Regions from separate parts of the Rattus norvegicus genome. Here region 1 is linked to region 2. Evidence: chromatin contacts called from public Hi-C data. All regions are on one chromosome and are shown on one strand. Each heading gives the region's core, a stretch centred on a gene start, on an enhancer-like site or on the middle of the called end of the contact. The rest is flanking DNA. Distances are from core to core; before and after follow the strand shown. Region 1 overlaps Itpkb (inositol-trisphosphate 3-kinase B). Region 2 has its middle 20 kb from the start of Psen2.

Evidence for each region. Hi-C and Micro-C count contacts between places; a contact is called where the count stands out from the background.
Region 1: a contact with region 2 is called in a Hi-C map of Schwann cells, with 4 times the contacts expected there. The contact joins two enhancer-like sites. A contact is called at or near these places in 10 of 12 Hi-C or Micro-C datasets (the A7r5 cell line, the Rat2 cell line, Schwann cells and 6 more) and 1 of 1 datasets of contacts at active chromatin or transcription factors (oligodendrocytes).

Annotation. Positions count from the first base shown.
Region 1 is chr13:94,672,062-94,676,644 of GRCr8, forward strand. All of the region lies in intron 2 of Itpkb (inositol-trisphosphate 3-kinase B), which reads left to right. Among named protein-coding and RNA genes, the nearest start is that of Itpkb, 73 kb to the left of the region's middle. Within about 2 kb of position 1,945, at least 42 of the 93 cell types and tissues checked have an H3K27ac peak or open chromatin away from gene starts, as enhancers often do. A contact at or near this core is called in Schwann cells, where this site is marked.
Region 2 is chr13:94,533,915-94,538,418 of GRCr8, forward strand. No RefSeq gene overlaps it. Among named protein-coding and RNA genes, the nearest start is that of Psen2, 20 kb to the left of the region's middle. Within about 2 kb of position 1,492, at least 17 of the 93 cell types and tissues checked have an H3K27ac peak or open chromatin away from gene starts, as enhancers often do. A contact at or near this core is called in Schwann cells, where this site is marked.

The DNA.
Region 1 (4,583 bases), core at 695-3,194, 140 kb after region 2:
CCCCGTCCCAAGCCGCCACTACTGAATCCCAGGCTACCAGGAACGCAGACTCTGTGTGTCAAAGAGGCACTGGACTTTCTTTTTTTTTTTTTAAGATTTATTTTATTTATATGAGTACACTATAGCTGTTTTCAGACACACTAGAAGAGAGCCTCAGATCCCATTACAGATGGTTGTGAGCCACCATGTGGTTGCTGGGAATTGAACTCAGGACCTCTGGAAGAGCAGTCAGTGCTCTTAACCACTGAGCCATCTCTCCAACCCCAGCACTGGACTTTCATGTGAAGTCTCATTTACAATTTTTGGCAACTAATTTAGAAAGAAGGGGGGTGGGGCGCTACAGCTGAACTGCGTTAAGTCTGATGGCTACCAGTGGGGAAGCCCTGTCCCATATCAGCTGGTCACTGGGCACTAATAGGATCTCCTGGATCTTTGAGCAAGCATTGGGGAGAGTGGCTCTGACTGGCCTTTGTGTTAGGGAAAAGGAAAGAGCTAGGCTCCGCGAAAGGGAAGCGGAAACAGCTTGTGGGTGCTCCGTGCATGCAGCCCAGCCGCCCCGTTCCCAGAGCACGTACTTTCCATTTTCCTCTTTGCTCATCCTGAATTCTGGAATCTTCTGGTAGTTAGTTTATCCACTTGCTTCCTTTTCCGAAGATTGAAATGACGACCGCTTGAAACTATTTTCCTCTGGTTGGGTTTTTTTCCTTGGTGACCTCACTCAGAGACAGATGTGCCTAATAATAACATCAAAAGTTAAGGGGGATAAATCAGCTAGCTGCTCTGTTCCCTAGAAGAGATGCTACAGTTCCTAAATATGGGCTGTCCCCAGAGACCTTGAGGGGGCCCCGGCTACCAGACAAGGCTCTGGTCACTGGGAGAGGACGGAGGTCCTGGGACACTTTGTTCACCCTCTGCCATTCTCAGGCCCTAGCCGGACTCAAGGGTTCATAGGATGCTCTACCCCCACCCTCGGACAAGCACCCTGCCCAGACAGACAGACAGCAGGTGGGCATCGGCAAGGGTGTCCCTCTCCTTAGGTACTCAAAGGCATTTCAGCCCTGCCTCGGAGAGCTGGGCCTACACTGCAGAGAAGGCCTTCTGGTTGAGACCCTTAGCTAGGAGGTTCCTCAACTCAAGTATCATTCCTTGGCCTCTGTCATTCCAGATGTTTCCAAATGACTTGCTCACACCCCTCAGAGTTTCATTCCCCTACCCAGTGGGAAAGAGCCGCAACGGTCTTATAGACCCATTCTATAAGGTACCAGGAGCCTTCTATAAGCTGAGCAAACAAGAAGGGGACTCTTGTGTGGACCAAGAACTCTGTCTCCCTGGGGTAGTGACACACAAGTGTTGCTGCCGCGTTTATTGTTTTTGGTCACTGATGATCTTGAGATGCTTGGCGATGTCTTGACAAACAAATGTTAAAGTCCCTGTAACCAAAGGCAAAAAGTGAATGAAACACTGAGTGCCCCTGCTCTACTGAGTGGGAGACCCCACTCCCCACTTCAGTGGGCATACAGGCTGCCAGGGTGATGGGTGTAGCACGATCCCCAGTTCTGTCCCCTCTGGGACACTAGCAGAGGTGAAATATGTCCCTGTTTGCTCCTCTGAATGAGAGAGGCAAGTGTGCTATCTCTGGGATGGCCCCGTGGTAGCCTCACACCGCAGGGGAGAACAAGCTAAGTAAGTGCCCACTGCCACCAGCAGGGCCCCACGTTGACAGATACAGGAGGACCAGTGATGAGTCAGACTGTTTATGAAAGTCACACATCCTCATAGATGTCGGGATGACCCGGGCCTCATGTTCTGAGGGTGACGAATCTTGCTCGTACTTGGGGTTCACTAGTGTGCCTTTTTGGCAACCCGTTTCCTGTGCCTCGCCTCCAACGGTCTGCACGTGAACAAGAGCATGGTAGCTGAACTGAGACCGGGAACAGGCTGTCAGAAGAGGGAAACTGGGTGACTCACGGCCCAGTGGAGAGGTGCAAATCAGCTCTGCCGGGACAGGGCTGCAGAAGTGTCTTCAGAAGGCGGAAGGCAGGCGGCTGGGGGATTTTGGTGCCCAGCAGGTCTGAGCTGCATTACCAAGTGCCCTTAGCCAGGGGCAGCTCAGCGCTACCTCTCAGAAATATGAATTGCTCCAGTGTGCCTTGCTTGGAAATAATTTTCTAAAAATAGCTGTGTGATCCGCCTGTAAGCCCTTCCTCAAAAGTTTCCTTGTTGGAAATTCCTTAGGTGGGAGTTCCCAGTACTCAGCCTTGTCCCCTCTGCTTGTCCACCTGTGTCCTTGGGCTTTTGCACTTGTAACCCGAAGCGTCTCCATCTCAGTGGCTCTGAGTGCCAGTGCTACAGAGGCTGTGTTTCAGAAGCAGCTTTCTTTCTGCAAGCCGCTTGTGAAAGGGGCGGGCAAAGGTGACTTCGAGCTCCTTCTGCTTTCTGTGGCGAACTTCCTTTCCAATGCCTGGCTTTCTAAAATGTCATCTTCCAGCCAGGAGAAAACAGTCTCTGTGTGTGTCTGTGTGTGTGTGTGTGTGTGTGTGTGTGTGTGTGTCCACCCAAAGAGCCTGTGGCCTTCTGCCTCAGGAACAGAAGAGTAAAGGTGCTCACAGCAGCCCTGGGGGAGGGGGCCGGCTTGGGATGGGATTAGAAGGCCTCAGGTGGCCTCTGTGCCAGACTCTGGGATCTGAATAGCCTGTGAATGCTTGCAGATGCTCAGAAGTGGCTCCGGTGTTTGGAGCAAGCCATTCCTCTGGCAGGGAGTCTGACTGGCCTTCTCCTCCCCTCCTGAAAGATGGGATTCAGGCTGAGGGCAGAGTGGGGTCGGAGGGTGTCGGGACCTCTTGCTGACACCTGCCAAGCCAGCTGACAGCTACCTTTGCTGGGCACCATCTCCTGCAGGCTTGGGTTGTTAGGGGCTGAGAGAGCAGACCAAACATGAAAGAGGGTGAGCGTTTCTGACTGTAGTAGGACCCACACAGGCAAAGTTCGATTTGAGATTTGTTGGCTGATGGTGTTGGCCAAGAGGTATTTCCACTTCACAAGGATGAAGAGAACTGAAGCCCAGAGAGGGTTAGTAACCTGCCCATGATCTTCAGGCAGGACTAACAGGATCTGAGCCCAAGTTCATCTGGCTATAAACTTACACATTATAAATGACAAAGGAGATAGCCTAGTTGAGTGATGCAGACCTGGGACTCTCAAGGGATTTGCCACTTACCATCTCTAGCACCCGGGCAAACAGTCTAATCTCTGTGTGCCTCAGTGTTCACATCTGTAAAATGGAATCCTGAGAGCATACATTCACTGTACATATCAAATGCTTAGCACTGCATCTGCCTGTCAACAGTCCTTAGTACGCAAGTTGGTTATCACCATTTCCATGTGCTGTGGCTCTGCCCTACCCTGCAGTCCCCTCAGGCAAAGGAGAAGGAACTGAGCACTCTGGCCCCTAACTCTATAAAGTTCTCCCTAGGAGGTGTGTTGGGATCCCCCCTACCCATCTTGTCTGAGAGATCAGCCCTAAGACTGAGTGCTGGACTGATTGTCTGCTGCCCAACAAGGGCCCTCAGTAAATTTCCACCCTCCAGTGTCTCAGCCTTGTTTTTTTGCATTTACCAAAGTAAAAATAAAATCTCTGGGGAGATAGGGAAGGAGGGGGTCTGGGGAGGGCTGTGGGAGAGCCACAGTGCCTAGCTCCCTTTCCCAGACAAAGCTAAATGTCCTCTGTCCTCTGCCTTTTTCCATGAGGAAGTGTCCAGGAGAGGACAGAGCCCCCCTGGCTCTTCCTGGTAGCCACTCCCAGCTTCCGACTATTGTTACTTCCCTCTCAGTCTTCTGAGTTGGAGGGAGGCTGAGGCGGGCCAGCTCCTGGTGCAGGCATGGGCTCTGTGTGGTCAGGCATTTCCCCATCTGCTTCTTCCTCCTCCTCTTCCTCCTCTTCCTCCTTCTCCCCCTCCTCCTCCTCCTCTTCCTCACTGCTGTCATTTTTAGTTCTGGAAGAAGGAGGGAGAAGCCAAGCGGTGACCTTCACATAAGAGACAGCGTTGCTGGGTCGCCTGATGGGGAGACCCAGGAACACGAGGGACACCTCAACCTTGGTTCTTGGGCAACAACAGCAAAGACTCGTTTGCAGGGATTTCAGGCCCCTCTGGTAGCAGCTCAGGAAAGTCGGCTGGGGTGGGGGATTACCTGAAGCAAGGTCTCTAGTGGGAGATCTTTCTTTGCCGCACTCCCTAGTGTCCTGGCTGCACATGATGGCTGTCAGCGAAGACATCCCAAAGTCCCAGAGCAAGGGAGAAAGAGAAGAAAATAGCCCGAACCCCAAACTTTTCCAGTCACAAGCATTTTGGATGAGGGCTGCACAACCTGGAGATGGACAGTTTGGGGACAGGAGGGTGGCAAGCCCTGCAGAGTCTCAGGCATCTGAAGCAAGTGTGGAGTGCCCACAGTGGCCCTGAGACTATGCCAGAACCTCCTCTTTCTGTGGGTGATTAGGAAGCCAAGGTGGCACTCCTCGGAGGCAGGAGTCCTCCCAGCTGTGTCCGGGGCCTTTCCCCAGGGTTCTGGATGACAAGAAAGGAGGA
Region 2 (4,504 bases), core at 242-2,741:
CTCTTTCAGAGAACACAGGTTCAATTGCACCACGGGTGATACAGTATCATGTGGCTTTCCATGAACCATAAACAGTATTGAACCATGTGCACACCTCTTTCTCTTCCCATGTGCTGTACAGCATTGGCTCATGGGATCAGAGCTAATTCGTCTTTGCCTGTTTGCACGCTGGTGCCTTCTTTCTATCATTAACATTTGAGGTCATTGGCAAGAAAAATAAACATCCCGGAACACAAGCACTGCAGCACTGGGCCGATAGAGCTGAGAAGGCTGCTGTCTTAGGGTTTTGCCGCTGTGAACAGACACCATGTCCAAGGCAACTCTTATAAGGATGTGATGAATTAAACTCTCATTTAAATGGGGCTGGCTTACAGGTCAGTCCATTATCATCAAGGTGGGAGCATGGCGGCATCCAGGCAGGCATGGTGCAGGAGGAGCTGAGAGTTCTACATCTTCATCTAAAGGCTGCTAGCCAAATACTGGTTTCCAGGAAGCTAGGATGAGGTTCTGGAAGCCCACACCCACAGTGACACACCTACTCCAACAGGGCCACACCCTCTAATAGTGCCACTCCCTGGGCCAAACATATGCAAACCGTCTCAGCACCGTGTATTAGTATATACTGGTGAAAAAGGAAATGTCTCAGCTGCACAGGGTAGGACAGTGGAAGATTTTGTCATGTTTCTCAGAATGGAGAATCATCTAAACATATAAACTTATTACTGGCATTCTCTCTCTCTCTCTCTCTCTCTCTCTCTCTCTCTCTGTATATGTTTCGATGTGTGAGGGGGGAGCTATAATTGACTTTGGGGTAATCAAAATTCTGAAAAACAAAAACTGGGCAAGGAACTATTTGAAGCCCCGCTTCCCCCCTTTTCCTCCAGACCTTGGCAACCACCATACCACTCTCTACATGATTTTTAGTGATGAGCCTGCTTGTGTCTGGTTCATTTCATTAGCATACTGTGTTCAGGGTTGCTACATGCAGCATGGATTGGAACTTTCTTTTTTCTTTTTTCTTTTTAAGCTGAATAGTCTTCCAATTGTGCGGCTACACTATCCTGCTCACCCACTGGTGGACAGTTGAGTCGCCATGTCTTATACATTGTAATCAACACTGCTGTGAGGGTGCATGAGCTGATATTTGAGAGCGAGCTCTCAACTTTGGCAGTTACATCCTGGGAAATGGAATAGCTGCGCCTTACAGCTTCAGGAGTAGCCATATTGGCTTCCTCAACAGGCAGCAGCTTTCAATTTTTACCCCAAAAGCCATCTTAGTGAATATGAGGTGTTGTCTTTGCTCCTTAAGCTTTAACTAAGACCCGGGTGTCCCTTTCAAATGTTAAACAGGTCCTTGGCCATTCTTTTCTGCAATTCCCTCCCCACTGTGTATGCACGGTTTCTCTCTGACTTAAGCTAACGGGGTAGGCATCCTCAGCCCAGAGGACAGTTTAGCCAGCGGGTGTATGAGCTCTGCACCGGGAGTGTGTGGGTGATTCACACAAATTCCTTGGCTTGTGAGGGATCTGTTCTTTAGTTTCCCCGAAGAGCTGTCCTAAAACTGTGTGAGCCCCCAGAGAATAGCCTTGAGAACTTCGGTCATATGGTCCTCACAGTAGGTCTACAGGTCATATGTTACACGATTATGAATGGAGCTCTAGAGGTCTTTACCTCTCTGACAAATAATGCAGGGGCCCGAGTCTGCGATGCTGGAAGGCGATTCTTGTGAAAACACACACATTACCTCACACAGTAGCGACGAATCCTAAAACCACCAAAGTTCATGAGGCCCGAGCAGCATACATTTTTCTCCTAATCCTGGAAGCGGGTGGCGGTCCAGGACCGCCTTGGGAGAGGCACAACCTGTTTGTCCTTGGGCAGACAGGAAGCAGCTTCTTTGCCGCTAGAGGGCGCCAGCACCCTTTGGTTCAATCTCTACAGAAACACTGGGAGGCGCCCCTTTCCTGTTTAGTTGAGCTTGCTGCTGTTGCGGCTCTCTTTAGGCCTTGACCATTCAAATGGGCGATCCAGTTTGAAACAACGAAGGGAACATTTCTCCCCCAAGGATCTGGGATGACATCCCCAGGAAATCAGGGTCCTTGTGGGTGTAGGAGGCCCCGCTAAGGGACTGAGAGGTCACCTTGCAGGTCACCACCATCAAGAGCTGGGACAGGGGAAGGAAATATACAGCCTTTCCTTACATTTTTGAGTCTTCAAAATCAAAACACCATTTCAGACTAAGTGAAGAGTGTGCTGTTGTCTAGTTGCACTCTCTGTGGTACTTTCTGGAAAGCCAAGCTCTGTGTGGGAGGCCCTGTGCACCCCTTTTCCTGTCTCTCCAGTGTAACCTGCCTCACATATTTGGATCCTGTGACCCTCCTAAGAGTTAAAGAACACCACCCCCAAAGAAATAGCTCCCCCTTCTTATGAGGTCCAGGGTGTGGCCCCACAATCTGCCTGCCCCTGAACATTCTATCTGCTCTTCAGGTAACAGACAAACCACAAGCCGAGAAAGTTTCCATCAGACCTTGTCCTCTGGAGCCATTTCGGTTTTAATATGGTAGTGAGCTGACAGAGTCTTCATTCTCTTGTGTAGTTCTGAGTCCCAGAGATGGGGCACCTTCCGATATCCCTTCTCACTTACTCCTTGCTTTCCAGTAAGGACTCACCGCCTCCCAGCACTGGTGCCCATAGTCACACAGGGGTTCAGACACCAAAAACTCCCTCTTAAAGAAGCAGGGCCGTTGGGAAAAGAAATAAACAGATTGCTAGGTCCTTGCCCTAGTTAGGGCTTCTACTAGGGCTTGCCCTAGTTAGGGTGATGGAACATCACCATTAGATTTTGGGGAGGAAAAGGTTTATTTCATCCTACAAATCTCAGGTCACATGCCACCATGTGTGAAGGGAAGCCGTGACAGGAAACCGGAGGCAGGAGGCAGAGGCTATGGAGGAGTGCTGCTTACTGGCTTGCTCCTCATGACTTGGTCAGCTCTGGTTTATACAACCCAAGATCATCTACCCAGGGGCAGCACTACCCAGAAAGGTCTGGGGCGCCCACATCAATCGTGAATCAAGAAACTATTCCTAAAGGCTTACCCACCAGCCAATCTGCTGGAGGCATTTTCTCAATTGAGGTTACCTCTTCCTGGATTATTGTAACTTGTGTCCGGTTGACAAAACTCTGACTAGTACAGCTTTCTAGTTTGTTCAATGGCATCTGGTGGTGTTGAACCAACTTCTCTTCGTTTGGGATATTGGCAAAAGGATGGAGGCATATTGCAGTAACCCAGATAAGCTGGTGCTATGATAACACAAATCAATTAATATGAATGCAAACTGTGTGCCCAGATTGGGCAGATCTACCACTGCATACCTCTGTTCCCCAGCTAAGACATATAAAGAGCACCGAGGCAACCCACAGAGGTGGGAGTCTGACTGTGGTCGGTTCACCAGGACAGAGGCCTTGGTGCAGCCAGCCCTCTGAACCGTGCTGCAGTTGAACAGCGGTCCCAAATATACCCACATATAGATCCCTGGGACACAGGACTTTGTCACCTGGTGTGTAAAAGAGACTGCACAGGTGTGGTTACGTTAATGTTCTCTGGATAATAAGATGGTCCTGGGAAGGGTGTCCTTGTGAGACAGGTAGTGTCTAGTGGCTGAGAAGGTAAGGGGACAGGTTCTCCTCTAGAATGGATGCCAGCCTGTGAGCAACTTCACTGAAACCCAGCGAGACTGATTCCAAAAATTAGACCTTAGAACTACAAGAGAATGGGTGTACGTTGTCTCAGATCACTGAAACTGGGGTCAGTTACTACAGAAGTGACAAGAAAATAGCAGCACCATCTAGCAGTCTCACCTCTTCACAAGACAGCACATTTATGCACATACACATATATATATATACATTCACATACATTTACACACATACATATACATATATGCAAACATACATACACACATACACATATATACACAGACTCACACAGACAGACACACATATACACATATACAAACATACACAGACATTCATACACATACATATATACATAGAGACATATATGAACATACATATACACATATATGCACATATACATAGACACACACAGACACACATATACAAACATGCATACACACATTCATACACATTTACATACACATACATATACATACACACAGACACATACATATACATACACATACAGAGACACATATGTACATGCATACTTATACACACACATATACACATACACAAACACACATACACATTCACACGCATACATAAATACATACACATATACATACAAACACATACATATATACATACATATACGCATAAGCACATACACACACATACATATACAGAGACAAAGAGAGAGAGAACACTCACTCTACCTGTGGATTCCCTGGCTGCAGATTCAATCATAAACCAAAACACATGAAACAAAAATGTCATCTATACTCAAGTGGGTAGACTTTTTCCTTGTCATTCCCCTTAAGCAAT